2 separate regions of the Sus scrofa genome follow, and region 2 is linked to region 1. The links are chromatin contacts, called in public Hi-C maps. All regions are on one chromosome and are shown on one strand. Each heading gives the region's core, a stretch centred on a gene start, on an enhancer-like site or on the middle of the called end of the contact. The rest is flanking DNA. Distances are from core to core; before and after follow the strand shown.

Evidence for each region. A called contact is a pair of places that touch in the nucleus more often than the background predicts.
Region 2: a contact with region 1 is called in a Hi-C map of liver, with 20 times the contacts expected there. The contact joins two enhancer-like sites. A contact is called at or near these places in 9 of 47 Hi-C or Micro-C datasets (embryonic fibroblasts, heart right ventricle, liver and 3 more) and 1 of 2 datasets of contacts at active chromatin or transcription factors (skeletal muscle).

Annotation. Positions count from the first base shown.
Region 1 is chr10:46,504,921-46,511,564 of Sscrofa11.1, reverse strand. All of the region lies in intron 1 of FAM171A1 (protein FAM171A1), which reads right to left. Among named protein-coding and RNA genes, the nearest start is that of FAM171A1, 58 kb to the right of the region's middle. Within about 2 kb of position 2,749, at least 31 of the 83 cell types and tissues checked have an H3K27ac peak or open chromatin away from gene starts, as enhancers often do. A contact at or near this core is called in liver, mesenteric adipose tissue and retroperitoneal adipose tissue, where this site is marked.
Region 2 is chr10:46,589,393-46,596,302 of Sscrofa11.1, reverse strand. FAM171A1 (protein FAM171A1) reads right to left here. Exons shown (of 8, transcript XM_003130736.6): 6 at 2,584-2,700. Among named protein-coding and RNA genes, the nearest start is that of NMT2, 54 kb to the left of the region's middle. Within about 2 kb of position 4,317, at least 27 of the 83 cell types and tissues checked have an H3K27ac peak or open chromatin away from gene starts, as enhancers often do. A contact at or near this core is called in liver, mesenteric adipose tissue and retroperitoneal adipose tissue, where this site is marked.

The sequences.
Region 1 (6,644 bases), core at 1,500-3,999:
TCTTCCCTGTTCCCTAAAACAATACACATTTACAACTAGCGACTTCCCTTTCAAGAACAGGCCACCTATTTTCAAACTGCAAGTCTAAGCATTCCTGTTTGACGACTGAGCAGGCGTTTGTGCTTTTATGAGCACAATATGCGACAAGCCTTCTGCCAGCACAGATATAATCTCGATGCAGCATTTCAAAGCTTTTTTTTTTTTTTTTTTTTGGCCACATCCACTGGCTTGTACAAGTTCCTGGGCCAGGGATCAAACCCGCTGCCCCAGTGGCTTGGGTTGCTGCAATGACAATGCTGGATCCTTACTCTGCTGCGCCACAGGAAAACTCCAGCATTTCAAAAATTTCCATTTGTATTTAACATTTCAGTAAGTTGGAATGGATGGAGAAGATAGAAAAAAAATTAAACCTGTATTCTCTTTTAATTATTTTGGGTCCTTTGGCTTCAGCAGTAGGTAATGGCATATAAAGGCTCCAGTCTGTGTGATGCAACCTCTGTGCAAATGCTTTTGTTTCCTCCTTTAAAAACAGATGTGATCTTCCTCTTGTCATTAAAAAGGAACAGTAGGAATTCTCTGGTGGTACAATGGGTTAAGGATCCAGTGTTGTCACTGCAGCTGCTTGGGTCGCTCCCATGCCTCGGGTTCCATCCCTGGCCCAGGAACTTCTGCATGCCGCATATGTGGCCACAAAAGGAGGGGGGGGGGCAATAGTAAATAAAGCATAATTGCCATTCACCCTGGGATCCCACCACCTCAAATAAGCTCTAAAATGCTGCTCTGGGGGCTTAGACAGAAACCTTGGCTCACATCTGCTAGGTCTGGTGCACGTTCTAGGCCCCCAAAGCTGCCTGTTATTCAAGCACTGCCTTTCGAGTCTGAGCAGATCAGAAGGCCAGCAAAGAGGGAGACGAAGAGCCCCCTGCTTATAAAAGCGCTCAAGGAAGATCAACAGGAGGAAAGCACACTCAAGGTCGAAAGAGGCGAGGTTAGACCCGAGGCGCTATTTCTCCTGACATGTCAGCCTCACCCCACCCCCAATGTGCGCTGCTGAGCTGGGAAATGAGTCCACTGTTTTCAAGACTGTTTGGCCTTAGAGTCCCCTCTGCAAAACACTACAGCAAGGAGGCAAATGTGGTGACTGCTCTGGCTGGAGCCTGGTACAGAGAGGCTGGAGAGGGCAGGGGGCCTAGAGCACCGCCTTCTCTGAGACCTTCCCCTGTCTGTCTGTGCCTCCAGGCTGAGGTTCAAACTGAAGTTGCACTAACCGTGCAAACTGAACTTCTGACTTTTAAAAAAAATCTGGCACCGGCATGCAAATCAGCTACTCTTCTCAGTTCAGCACGTTTTTGCTTTTGGAGCAAGATGTTCTTGATGAAGCAAGCAGAGGGGTGACTTCATTCTGGCGTGAGCTCTGTGCCTCCCTGGATGCCGGGAACAGAGCACGGGTCTGGGGGACCAGCTCCAGGGTTCTGGAGTCTTATAGCCCTTGAGAAGAATGTGCTTCTTCCACCTTGGAATTTCTACTCTGATCAGCAGGCGCTGCTTTGCGATGCTAGAACCTCCTCTCTGTGCCAGGAATCATCAGCTGGAAAAAGGGAATCTGGGAGACCTCAGTGTCCTTGGAAGGAGAATCTCTGCTCTGGGGCGGAAATGCCCTCGAATTCCCTGACCCAGGTGGCAGCCTATTCCAGGATGAGAGCTGTGGATGTTAGAAAATCCTTCCTTTTCCTGACCTAAAATGTTCCCTTCTGTAACTTCTCTCTCCTCATTACCCTAACAAGTGCATAGGGTGTCAAAGAGGAAGACTCAGCTTTCCTCCTAAGGATCCAGCAAGAATTGGGAGAAGATAATATCTAAACCACAGAGGGCTTCAACATCAATTAGATACACTGTAGACATCAATTAGATACACTGTAACAAGTTAACTTTACTGGAAAAGAGAAACTGACCATTTTTAAGCATAGGAGATCTAGGTACTTGTAGATTTTCAACTTCTGTGCTTTTGCCTATTTCCAAGTTTTTTATTTATTATTTTTTTGGCTGTGCCCAAGCATGCAGAAGTTCCCAGGTCAGGGATTGAAACCAAGCAACTGCTATCACCAGAGCCACAGCAGTGACAAGGCTGGATCCTTAACCCACTGCACCACGAGGGAACTCCAAGTCTTTTATTTATTTATTTGTTTGTTTGTTTTGCTTTTGGGGGTCACACCTGCAGCATATGGAGGCTGCCAGGTTAGGCGTCCAATTGGAGCTACAGCTGCTGGCCTACACCACAGCCACAGCAATGCAGGATCTGAGCCATATCTGTGACCTATACCGCAGCTCATGGCAACACCAAATCCTTACCTAGCTGAGCAAGGCCAGTGATCGAACCTGCATCCTCAGGGATACTAGTCGAGTCTGTAACCCACTGAGCCACAACAGGAACTCCTCCAAGTCTTTCATAATAAAGCACATCCCCACTAAAAGGAAAATTAAGGTGCATAAATAAACATTCCCAGGGTAAAGAAAAGGACAGCCTTCCTGAGCCAGTAATTCCATTCAGTCTTCACACTGTCATTCTTAACTTGGAAAAAATGAAAAAGAATCATTTATGGGTTTGTAGGAGTGTATGATCTCAGGAAAGTTAGCCTCCACTGTTCTGAAAAGAGGGCACTTCGGTTCTTGCCAGAAGAGAGCAGAACCGCACTGCGTCCACACTCTGAGCCAACAGGAGTGGCTCCTTCCCTATGTCCTTGATCCCCAGAGCTGAACGCCAGGACACGCAGGAATCTGGCCTCTCCTCCCACTATCTGGTCTGAAGTCCTCTCTGTCTCGCTGACAGATATTTCCTGTTGACAATATGCTTCCCTGATCGGAACCAGAGAAGCCAACTCCCGCTGCCAAAACCCGATGACGCGGAGGGGGAGGGGTGAGGTTCCAGGCGTCCGATCACAGGGTAGGACAGACCACCACCCTGTCACTGGAAGGGGCTTCCGCACCGGAGGCCACATACAACGGGATAAAAGCACGGGCCTGAATTCACGCCATCATCGTCGCTGAGATCGTGATGTCATTGGCACCGACACAAAAGAGAAGGCCATTGGGCATGTTTTAGAATTCTTTCATTTAGCTGATTAACCAAACACTCATGGTGAAAAGCCCCGCAGACGGGGACCCTTGCAGATGGGAACTGGTGCAGCCTGGCCTATGTGCAAGTCTTTTTTTGAGGCCAGCAATGTGGGGAAAACCATCATCTGGAGCGTGAACCATGTTTACTATAGAAGGGAGAGGTTTCCTGGGTCTGGCCAGAGACCCAACACCACAGGCGGAACGTGGCAGGCAGCGCTGTGCGAGAATCAGCGATTCCCGGGGAAAGCGTTCCAGGGACTCCGGCCCGACCTCATTCATTCCTGGAGCAGAGGAAGGCATTCCATCCCAGCCCCCAAAGCCCGCCTCCCCTTCCCGGGTACCTGGGGGAAAGGTCAGGGAGGGTGTGGACCCTGCCTCCTCCCCCTCCCTGGATGCCCCCCCCACCCCCGACCCCGGCCCCCAAGCCTGGGAGGCTACAGCAGCAGGAAAGGAGCTGCACCAGCGCCCCCAGGGCTAAGTCTCTCTCCTCTCCCCCTGGAGTCCAGGCTGTGCTGTGTGCTGTGCCCTGTGTGCCCTGTGCTGTGGTCGGGCCTTGTCTGTCCTCACCATCACTCTGCTGTGGGATTAGGGAAAGAGGGTACCTCCAGGCCTTTTTCTTTTTAGGGCCACATCTGTGGCATATGGAAGTTTCTGGACTAGGGGTCAAATCAAATCAGAGCTGCAGGTGCCGGTCTACACCACAGCCACAACGACACCAGATCTGAGCTGCATCTGTGACCTACACCACAGCTGACGGTAACGCCGGATCCTTAACCCCCTAAGCGAGACCAGGGTTTGAACCCACATCTGCACGGACACTGTGTCGGGTTCTTAACCCCTGAGCTATGACAGGAACTCCCCTCCGGGCCTTTTTAAACCAACTTGATGGAGGTATAATTTGGATGCAATAAAGTCCACCTATCTTAAGGGTACAGTTGGATGAACTGTGACAGATGTACACACCCATACAAGCACCACCACAATGCATGGGAATACAGAAGTTCCTTCCTTCCTTCCGCCTTTCTTCCCTCCCTCCCTTCCCTCTTTTTCTCTTTCTTCCCTCCCTCCCTTCCCTCTTTTTCTCTCTTTCTTTCTTTCTTTCTTTCTTCCTTCCTTCCTTCCTTCCTTCCTTCCTTCCTTCCTTCTTTCTTTCTTTCCCTCCCTCCCTCTCTTCCTTCCTTCCTTCCTTCCCTTCCTTCCTTCCTCTCTTCCTCTCTCTCTCTTTCTTCTTTTTAGGGCCACATCCGCAGCATCTGGAGGTTCCTAGGCCAGGGGTCCAACTGGAGCTACAGCTGTAAGTCTACGCCACAGCCACACCCGATCTGAGTCGGATCTACAACCTACACTGCAGCTTGCAGGAATGCCAGACCCTTAACTCACATCCTCATGGATACTAGTCAGGATCTTAACCCACTGAGCCCCAACGGGAACTCAGAGAGGTTTCCATCATGTCCCACTTTTCTCATCCCCTGGCCTGTGTAGACGTACTCTATCCATCTGATAAAGACAGGCAGGATGGTTCTAGTTTGGAGCCCTACAGCTCTATCACTTATGAGCCATGTGGCCAGGTTGACTTATCTAATCTCTCAGTTGGTTCTTCCATCTGCAAAATGGGAACAGTAAGAATATTGAACACCTTGTGCACTTTCATGAATATATGGTGTGACAAGAGCAGAATATTCAGCGTTGTGCCTGGCACGTGGCTAGCCTTCTGTAGGTGTCAGCCACTGCTTTGTCATCCGCATTCTCATCATTACAGGAAATGGCTGGGCTTCCTTCTCTGTGGCTGAATTTCTCTACGGAGAAGGGTGCTCATGACAGTGCACTGGAGAAATCACCTTTTAATATCTCATCATCCGATTCTTCTTTTTCTTTTTCTTTTTAGGCCCATACCCATGGCACATGGACGTTCCCAGGCTATGGGTCACACCGGAGCTGCAGCTGCCGGCCTACACCACAGCCACAGAAATGCCAGATCCGATCCACATCTGCAACCTATACCACAGCTCATGGCAACGCCAGATCCTTAACTCACTGAGGGAGCCCAGGGATCAAACCTGCGCCCTCATGGGGACTAGTCAGGTTCTTAACTTGCTGAGCCACAACAGGAAGTCCCCATTATTCTAATAGACTTAGTACTTCTGCAAATACAGAGTGATTCAGAAAGGGCTCAGTAACATTCTTTTCAACTAAGAGAGCTTACTCTAACATACCAGGCTCGCTGAGACCTAGATCGCAGGGGCCACCCACCCCTATTCTCCGGAGACCAACCTGGTGTCCCCCGTAGTGCCAAGCTCAGGCCTTAAGACATCTGAACTCCTTTTCATTGCGGCCAAGGAGGGGCTGGAGGGAGCTGAAATTTTCACCCGTTTTCCCTCCTGACCACCAATGGAAGGGAGGAAATTAATGAAGAAAAAAATACATAGAGACGGAAAGAAAAAAAAAGCTCCCCCCACTCCCCAGATAACCCCATCCCTCAGAGGCAACTAAATTTATACTCTGGCATAGTTCCTTCCAGAGTTGGTTTTTTGGTTTTGGGTTTTTTTTTTTTTTTTTTGCTTTTGATTTATTACCATTTTTCATAACATAGCAAGAAGGTTATATTTTGCATGTATACTTTTAACTTAGATTTAGCATATAGATATTTTCCCCTGTCACTAAAAAAGTATGCTAAAGATTACAAGACACTCTATCTTGTGGATATGGTATATAATGAGCCCCTATTCTGGGCCTGAAGGTTGTTTCCAGCTCTGTGTTACTATAAATAACACTAGGAGGACCCTTGTGTATAATTTGCCTGTTTGGAATGATGGGCATTCCTTGGTTTATTGAGAAGCTGTATTTTCCGTGCAGACTGTCTGGGCTGCCTCTGGGAACTCGCAGACACCACCCCAGAGGTGGCCTTCCTTACCAAACCATTCACTCTCCTCCATGTGCTGGAAGGATGTGCTTTGGTGTCTGTCCAAACTGCAACATGAATATTTGCTAAGTGAAGGAATTCCTTCTTTTTTTTTTTTTAGGGCAGCACCTGCAGCATATGGAAGTTCCCAGGCTAGGGGTTGCATCTGAGCTGTAGCTGCCAGCCTACACCACAGCCATGGCAACACCAGATCCAAGGCACATCTGTGACCTACACCACAGCTTGCAGCAACACTGGATCCTTAGCCCACTAAGTGGGGCCAGGGATCAAAGCCGCATCCTCATGGATACTAGTTGGGTTCTTAACACACCGAGCCACCAGGGGAACTCCTTGGTTCTGCTCTTAGGACAAGAAGAGCCTTCTAAAGCAACCAGTGTTCGTAGCTCTTTAATTCTCAGGAGCCATTCCAGCTTTCAGGGCCAGTCTGCTAGATGCTGATGTAGTGACTATGGCAGGATGGACACCTCTATCCAAAGGGGGCCGTTTTACCTCTTAAGACACCATCACTTTCTTTTCCAATCCTAAACCAGAACAAAGGTTTAAGCATAATCACAGAAAAAGCCAAATCTGTGAGATACCATTTTTTTACCCATCAGACTAGCAAAAATTG
Region 2 (6,910 bases), core at 3,068-5,567, 83 kb before region 1:
AAATAAATGTACTATGACTTAAGAAAATAATCCACAGCTTATTACAGGGGTATCCAGGGTTTCTAAACTGCCTCCCGTTTTTAAAAATAAAAGCTTCCGGAGTTCCCATCATGGCGCAGTGGTTAACGAATCTGACTAGGAACCATGAGGTTGCAGGTTCGGTCCCTGCCCTTGCTCAGTGGGTTAATGATCTGGCGTTGCCGTGAGCTGTGGTGTAGGTTGCAGACGCGGCTCAGATCCTGCGTTGCTGTGGCTCTGGTGTAGGCTGGTGGCTATGGCTCCGATTCGACCCCTAGCCTGGGAACCTCCATATGCCACGGGAGTGGCCCAAGAAATAGCAAAAAGACAAAAAATAAAAAAATTAAAAAAAAATAAATAAAAGCTTCCTTTCTAGTATGTTTTCAAATTGGCCAACCTGATGTAGTCGCAGAACTCTCCAGAACTTAGAGACAAAGGTACAGAGGTAAACATATTTTCTTTGAATTTACATTGGGAAGAATCCCAAGATCCTGGTACTTTACTCACTCCTTATGTTCAACAGTATTAAGAATCTATCTTTTTCTTTCTTTCTTTCTGGGTGGCCAAAAAAAAAAAAAAAGAAAAAAAATTAGGGTTTTCTCTTTCATTCTCTAGTTAAGAAGAAAATATGGCTGTGAATTTTATAAAGATTTCCACTGGCAGAAGTTAAAATAATAAATTTTAAGTACTTAAAAGGATGGAGCTTCAGTTATGTGGAAATGATTTTATTTGGGGAACTCCTGCCAAGGCATTACCTATGTCTGTGGGATTTTCCCTATGTTTAAAAAAAAAAAAAAAAAAAAGCCTCTCTGAACAATTAAGGCTGTATATAGTTGTCAGTAATTTTTCCAGCTTTTGCAAATATTAACTCCCACTCCATTGAAATGATTTATAATTGGGAGATAAAGTGTTATCTTCTGAACTTAAATAATGACTCTATGTTCAAAAATCAGCAAGTCTCCTTGGGTTTAGCTAGCTTTTAAGAGATTTAGCTCCTTCCGAAGATTTTTAAAAAAATCTATCTCATAGAATATCAAAAATCAACCAATAAATGGGTGTTCATGGTGTTTAGTAATCACAATAATACCACTTTGACATAACATATAACCACATTCCTTCCCATCTTTTGGTGCTCTGCCAGAACACCCGGACACCAGTAAGTGCCCAAGTGTTACAATTTGGGGAGGTTTTCACTATTGCTGTCAATCTGCCTCTACCAACATTAAGATAGATTCTTAGGGAGTTCCCACTGTGGCTTAGTGGGTTAAGAACTCGACATAGTGCCTGTGGCCTCGCTCGGTAGGTTAAGGATCTGGCAATGCCATGAGCTTCGGCAGAGTTCTCAGATGTGGCTCAGGTTTGGCATTGCTGTGGCTGTGGTGCAGGGTGGCAGCTGTAGCTCTGATTGGACCCCTAGCCCAGAAACTTCCATATGGTGCAGGTGCGGCCCTAAAAAACAAACAAATTTTAGGGAGTTTGCCTGGTGGCAAAGAGGATTAAGAATCCGGTATTGTCACTGTAGTGGCTTGGATCGCTGCTGTGGCTCAAGGTCTGATTCCCAGTCTGAGAACTTTTAAATGCCGTGGGCATGGCCAAAGCCCCTTCCTGCCGCCAACACAAAAAGATTTTAGTCATATTTTGAAAAATACAAGTTAATTCACGTATCCTAAATGGAGAGGATTTTTTTTTTTTTTTTCCCCGCCCTTCGGTATATGGAGTTCCTGGGCCAGGGATTGGATCCAAACCACAGGTGCAACTTATACCAGATCCTTTAACCCACTGTGCCGGGCTGGGGATTGAACCTGCATCCTGGTGCTGCAGGATGCTACCAATCCTGGTGCACCACAGCAGGAACTCCTGAATCTTCTTTTAGATGCGAAACAACAGGCTTGCTGTGAAGCCTTTTACAAATGCCCAGTCAAGGTTTTGGCCCCAAGAAGCCTCCAAGGGTGAGTTCCTTTCCTCACGTGTTTTCTTACACGGGCCACAGCTGTTTCAGGAATTAGGGAGGAGATCCAGACCGCCTCTGTGGGCTTTGGATTAAGAATTCCCTACAGCAGCTGTCTGAGCAAAACAGAGATTCGAGACTATTTTCTATGCATTATTCTTATCCTCGATGGGAGACTTCCAACCAGAACTCCCCACCCCCACAAAACAGCTTCCTCTCATTGTTCGATTTTTTTCATACTTTCAACCATTTTTGAGGAAGATGTGATCTCCCTGCTGAAGACACTTTTTTTTTTTTTTTTTCTTTGTGTTTTTAGGTCCCCACTCATGGCACATGGACGTTCTCAGGCTAGGGGTCAAATTGGAGCTACGGCCACCGGCCTACATCACAGCCACGGCAACTCAGGATCTGAGCCATGTCTGTGACCTATTCCGCAGCTCACAGCAACACCGGATTCTCAACCCACTGAGCGAGGCCAGGGATTGAACCCCCGTCCACATGGATACTTAGTTGGGCTTGTTACTGCTAAGCCACCTTGGGAACTTTCCAAAGTACACTTAGCCTGAACCCTCAAAGGCATCAATCCCCATCCCTGCAGGTGTTGGGGATCCTGTTACCTGGGTTGGGGGGTGACATGGCTGCCACCCAGTACCCCAACTGAGGGGCAATGTAGGTCCACGTCAGCTGGCTGCCTTCCTGGTGCACAAGGCCGAGACCACTCTTCAGCCACGTTCCTGTGAAATGCAGAAAAACACTTCAGCCGGAGGCCTGCTCAACTCCTCTTTGAGGCTTAAAAGCACAGTCCAGATCACCTTAAGTGTCATGTTTACAACCCATTCGAGAGCCCAAGGGGTCAGGCTATCAGGGAGGGACTGCATTCTGCTTTCTGCAGAAATTCTTTTTTTTTTTTTTTTTTTTTTTTTTGGTCCTTTTAGGGCCACACCTGCGGCAGAGGGAAGTTTCCAGGCTAGGGGTCCAATCAGAGCTGCAACTGCCAGCCTACACCACAGCCACAGCAATACCAGATTTAAGCCAAGTCTGTGACCTACACCACAGCTCAAGCCAATGCCGGATCCTTAACTCACTGAGCAAGGCCAGGGATCAAACCTGCACCCTCATGGATACTAGTTGGGTTCATTTCCACTGAGCCACGATGCAAACTCCTCTGCAGGAATTCTTTTCCCTACCTTTCAGGAAAGAGTCGGACTATGTTCTTGGCCTTTCTGACTCAATTACTTTCAGCTCCTTTATCGCATGCACATCCCCGCTTCCAAACACGGAAAATGTTATAGCAGAAGCCTTTCCAGTTTACGACTATGCCATCTTGGCCGAGCTCCTCCAGAAGCCTCTGGAGTTTAGAAACAGAATCAAGGTACAGCCTGGAAACGGTTAGGGGGCGGGGAAAGAAGAGGGAAAACTCTGGCACTGTGGCTATGCTTCATCCTCCAGCAAATAAACGGATTTCCTCTCCGGAATCACAGACTGGTGACATCAGAGTTGCTTGGGGAAGTTTTAAAAATGCAATATACAGATTCCTTGGTTCCCTCTTATGGGCAGATTCTAACCCGTAACCCTGGCTTAGGTGAGTATTTTAAGAAGCTTCCTGTTGGCTCTAAGGTTGGGAGACACTAAGTAAGTCCAGGCTGGTGCTGTCTTTCCGTCACTACTTTAACTAGTCTTTAACATTAACGAGTACCCACTGTGAGCTGGCTGGTTACGGCTATGTGTTTTGTGTGTACGTTATCCATAGTTGTCACAACCACCCTCCCGAGTAGGACTTATTTTCCCCGTTTGGACAAGGACGCTGGAGATGGGTGAGACACGGCACTCTTCTGAGGCCTTGGGGTAGAGAACAGAGCAGGGCAGCCTAGGTCCGTCTGTCTGTCTGTCTTCAAGCCCAGTGCTATTTCTTCCACTCAGCCCTGCTGTGTGTCCTACAAAACTTGCCAGCCTTTGATAATCTTTTCACTTTGTAAGGTTTCCAGGAGCAGGCCGCATCGCCCAAGGGCCCATGCGGCTGTCACCTGTCTCGCCCGCAGAAAACTTTGCTTTGAGGCCCAGGAGGCAAGAGTGTGCTGACCTGGCCTCCCCATGGTGTGGGCGCACCCACCCGACCCACCAGCCCGGAGACACTGGGCACTCACATGGGGCTCCTCCTAGGATCACCAGCCCCCTGACAAGGCCACGTGGAATCCTGCCCACCCTGGGCCTCAATGCACCAGTTGTGCACCAAATATTCCCCCACCCCCATCTTTCCTAGGTATACACATCACCGAGGTGGCAAGAGTGGCTCACTCCCCTTGCAGGAAAGAAACAATACTTGGCACAGCTTCTAGGGCCTATGAGTTGCCATAGCAGCATTCAAATGTAGTAGGTGGCCCAGCAATGCTTCCCCAGCACATCCCCGCCCCCCCACTTCCCGGAGAGGCCAGGCGTCAGAAGGCGAGGTCTGATGCCCCCAACGCAACAGGCTGAATCATGGCTCTGGAGGATTTAGATTCAAGTTAGAGGAGACCATGACCGGGAGGGTTTCCAAAATGAGTCTAAGGACAAGGATGCTGAACGCAGGGTCATTGGCTGAGAGCATCCACCCAGAAATGGTTCAGCTGCTCGGAGCATCACTCACTCCAGGGGGCTGCTGAGGAAGGGAAGCAGAGGGCGTTTGACACATGCGGCTAAAGGGTTTCTGGGTTGGGTCAGGAAGTCTGCCTGGAGGCAGAGAACGGATTGTTTGCCACCACTTCCAGCTTCCCCTGGGGAAGCGGGGGAACCCACGCTGATTAGCTCATGACTAACACACCCCACCCCACTCCCACAGGAGCAGCCCTGCCAGGATCTCCTATCAGCCAGGAAGCGGCTTGCATTCTTTGGTTTGCAGTTTCCCCCAGATTAGATTCTTGAGTCACTGCTCTTCAAGGGGAGCGGATACCAGGATTAGGCTAAAGGACCCGGAGGAAAAGAGCTGGAGGCTCCGAGTCCTCATTTGTGCTGGTTCAAGGGCAAACCACCTACCTGGCCGACTACACTGCCTTGGCTTTTGACGCAGCCACAGTCCAAGTGGAAGTGGCCTTTTCAAACATCTCACAGTTAGCCTGTGGGCGAGCCTATTGGCTAGATAGACAGACAGACAGACACCCCCCCACCCACACCCACACCCAGCTAACAGGCCCCCAAGTCCAGCCTGTGATGCTGGTGGGAGCCAGAAAAGCCAGAAAAGCACCTACAAGCCGCTCTGGGAGTGCAGTGAGGGTGCCCCTGGGGTGGGCAGGGAAGGCTGGGGGTGAGCTGGGCTCTGGGGAACTGACAGGACTGTCACCTGGGGGGTGGGGCTGGGGGAGCAGAAAGGACAAGCATCCACAGAGGCACAGAAGATTCCCGGGGTGGGGGGAGGCCAGCGGGGCAGGAAGGAGGGAGCCTGGGAAGGGCTGGGCAGGGCTGGGCAGGGCTTCCAGTGCCAGGAGCAATGGGAGGCCACCGGCTTGTCCCTGGAGGCACAGAGGAGGCGAGGTCACGGCTGCTCTGACCCCCCACAGCCCGCCCCCGTTCTTCCTAGCTTGGCCCTCCCAACGCGTACCTGTCCTCACAACACATCCTCTGTGACTCTGCCCTCAACTGCTGTTCCTACCACACATGGCTTTCCTCTCTTCCAAAAATCTGCCCAACTTCACGATCAAGTCCTGCGTTTACTCCAAGTCCCTCCAGCATGCAGGGGTCTTCCACGGCTCAGGGACCCCAGGGCATGTTCCTCCATGATCCAATTTCCAGAAGCAAACCTTGCCTAAGTTGCTAACCTCCTATCTGATGCCCAACATCCTCTCTGCTGGTGTGAGCCCGAGTCCTCTGCTCCTTCTGTCTCCTCTGCACCCAGCATTATCCTTGGCATGGCAACACCATAGTATTGAGTGTGAGAGCCTGACATGCAAACCCCACCCCCCCAAATAACATCAGATGACCTTCCGTGCAAAGCTGGGTGTGTCTGGCAGGAAAGATCTCCTTCCGGAAGTGCAGCTAAGACGGGGAGCCCACTCCTTCAGACCAGAGGGAACAAGGCCAGCTTGGAACGGGGCCTTTCTTTTGGCCTCAGTTTTCTGTAAAAATGTATTCGTATTCAGTGAAGAAAGGGTGATTTCTTTATTTGGGATTCAGCAATCATGCTGTTGTTGGCAAACGCCATTTCCAAGCTTTCTGTGTTTTGTGGGAGGAAATTAGCTGTAGGGAACGCAAGAATTAATGAATTGTGTACTGGAAACATATGCCTCTCATTACTGCAATCCCGACAGTGTGGGAGGAGGAGGCTTTCCCACCTGAGAAGCCACACACATACGAGACTATTGTACTTGTGGCCGAGGAGCCCGTGCTGGGAATTGTCACCAGTGACTGCGGAGCAGGACAAACAGACATCTATAGAGCCTCTTTTGTTGAGGAAGTTATGTGACTGGTGCGCCTGTGGTCACGGTACAAAGAGCAGGCACGCCCCACCCCCGTGGGGCCTCAGTGCTGCTCAGACAGATGGGGAGGATCCAGGTTGCTCCTGCTTAGAAAACCCCAAGAGCATCTACAGAACACAAACAGACTCACAGACATGGAGAGCAGACGTGTGGTTGCCAAGGGGGAGGGGAGAGGGAGTGGCATAGACAGACAGGGAGACTGGGGTTAGTAGGTGCAAACTATTCCATTTAGAATAGATAAGCAGGAGTTCCCGATGTGGCTCAGTGGTTAACGAATCCGACTGGGAACCATGAGGTTTTGGGTTCGATCCCTGGCCTCGCTCAGTGGGTTAAGGATCCGGCGTTGCCATGAGCTGTGGTGTAGGTTGCAGACACGGCTCAGATCCCACGTTGCTGTGGCTCTGGTGTAGGCCGGTGGCTACAGCTCCGATTGGACCCCTAGCCTGGGAACCTTCATATGCCATGGGAGCGGCCCAAGAAATGGCAGGGAAAAAAA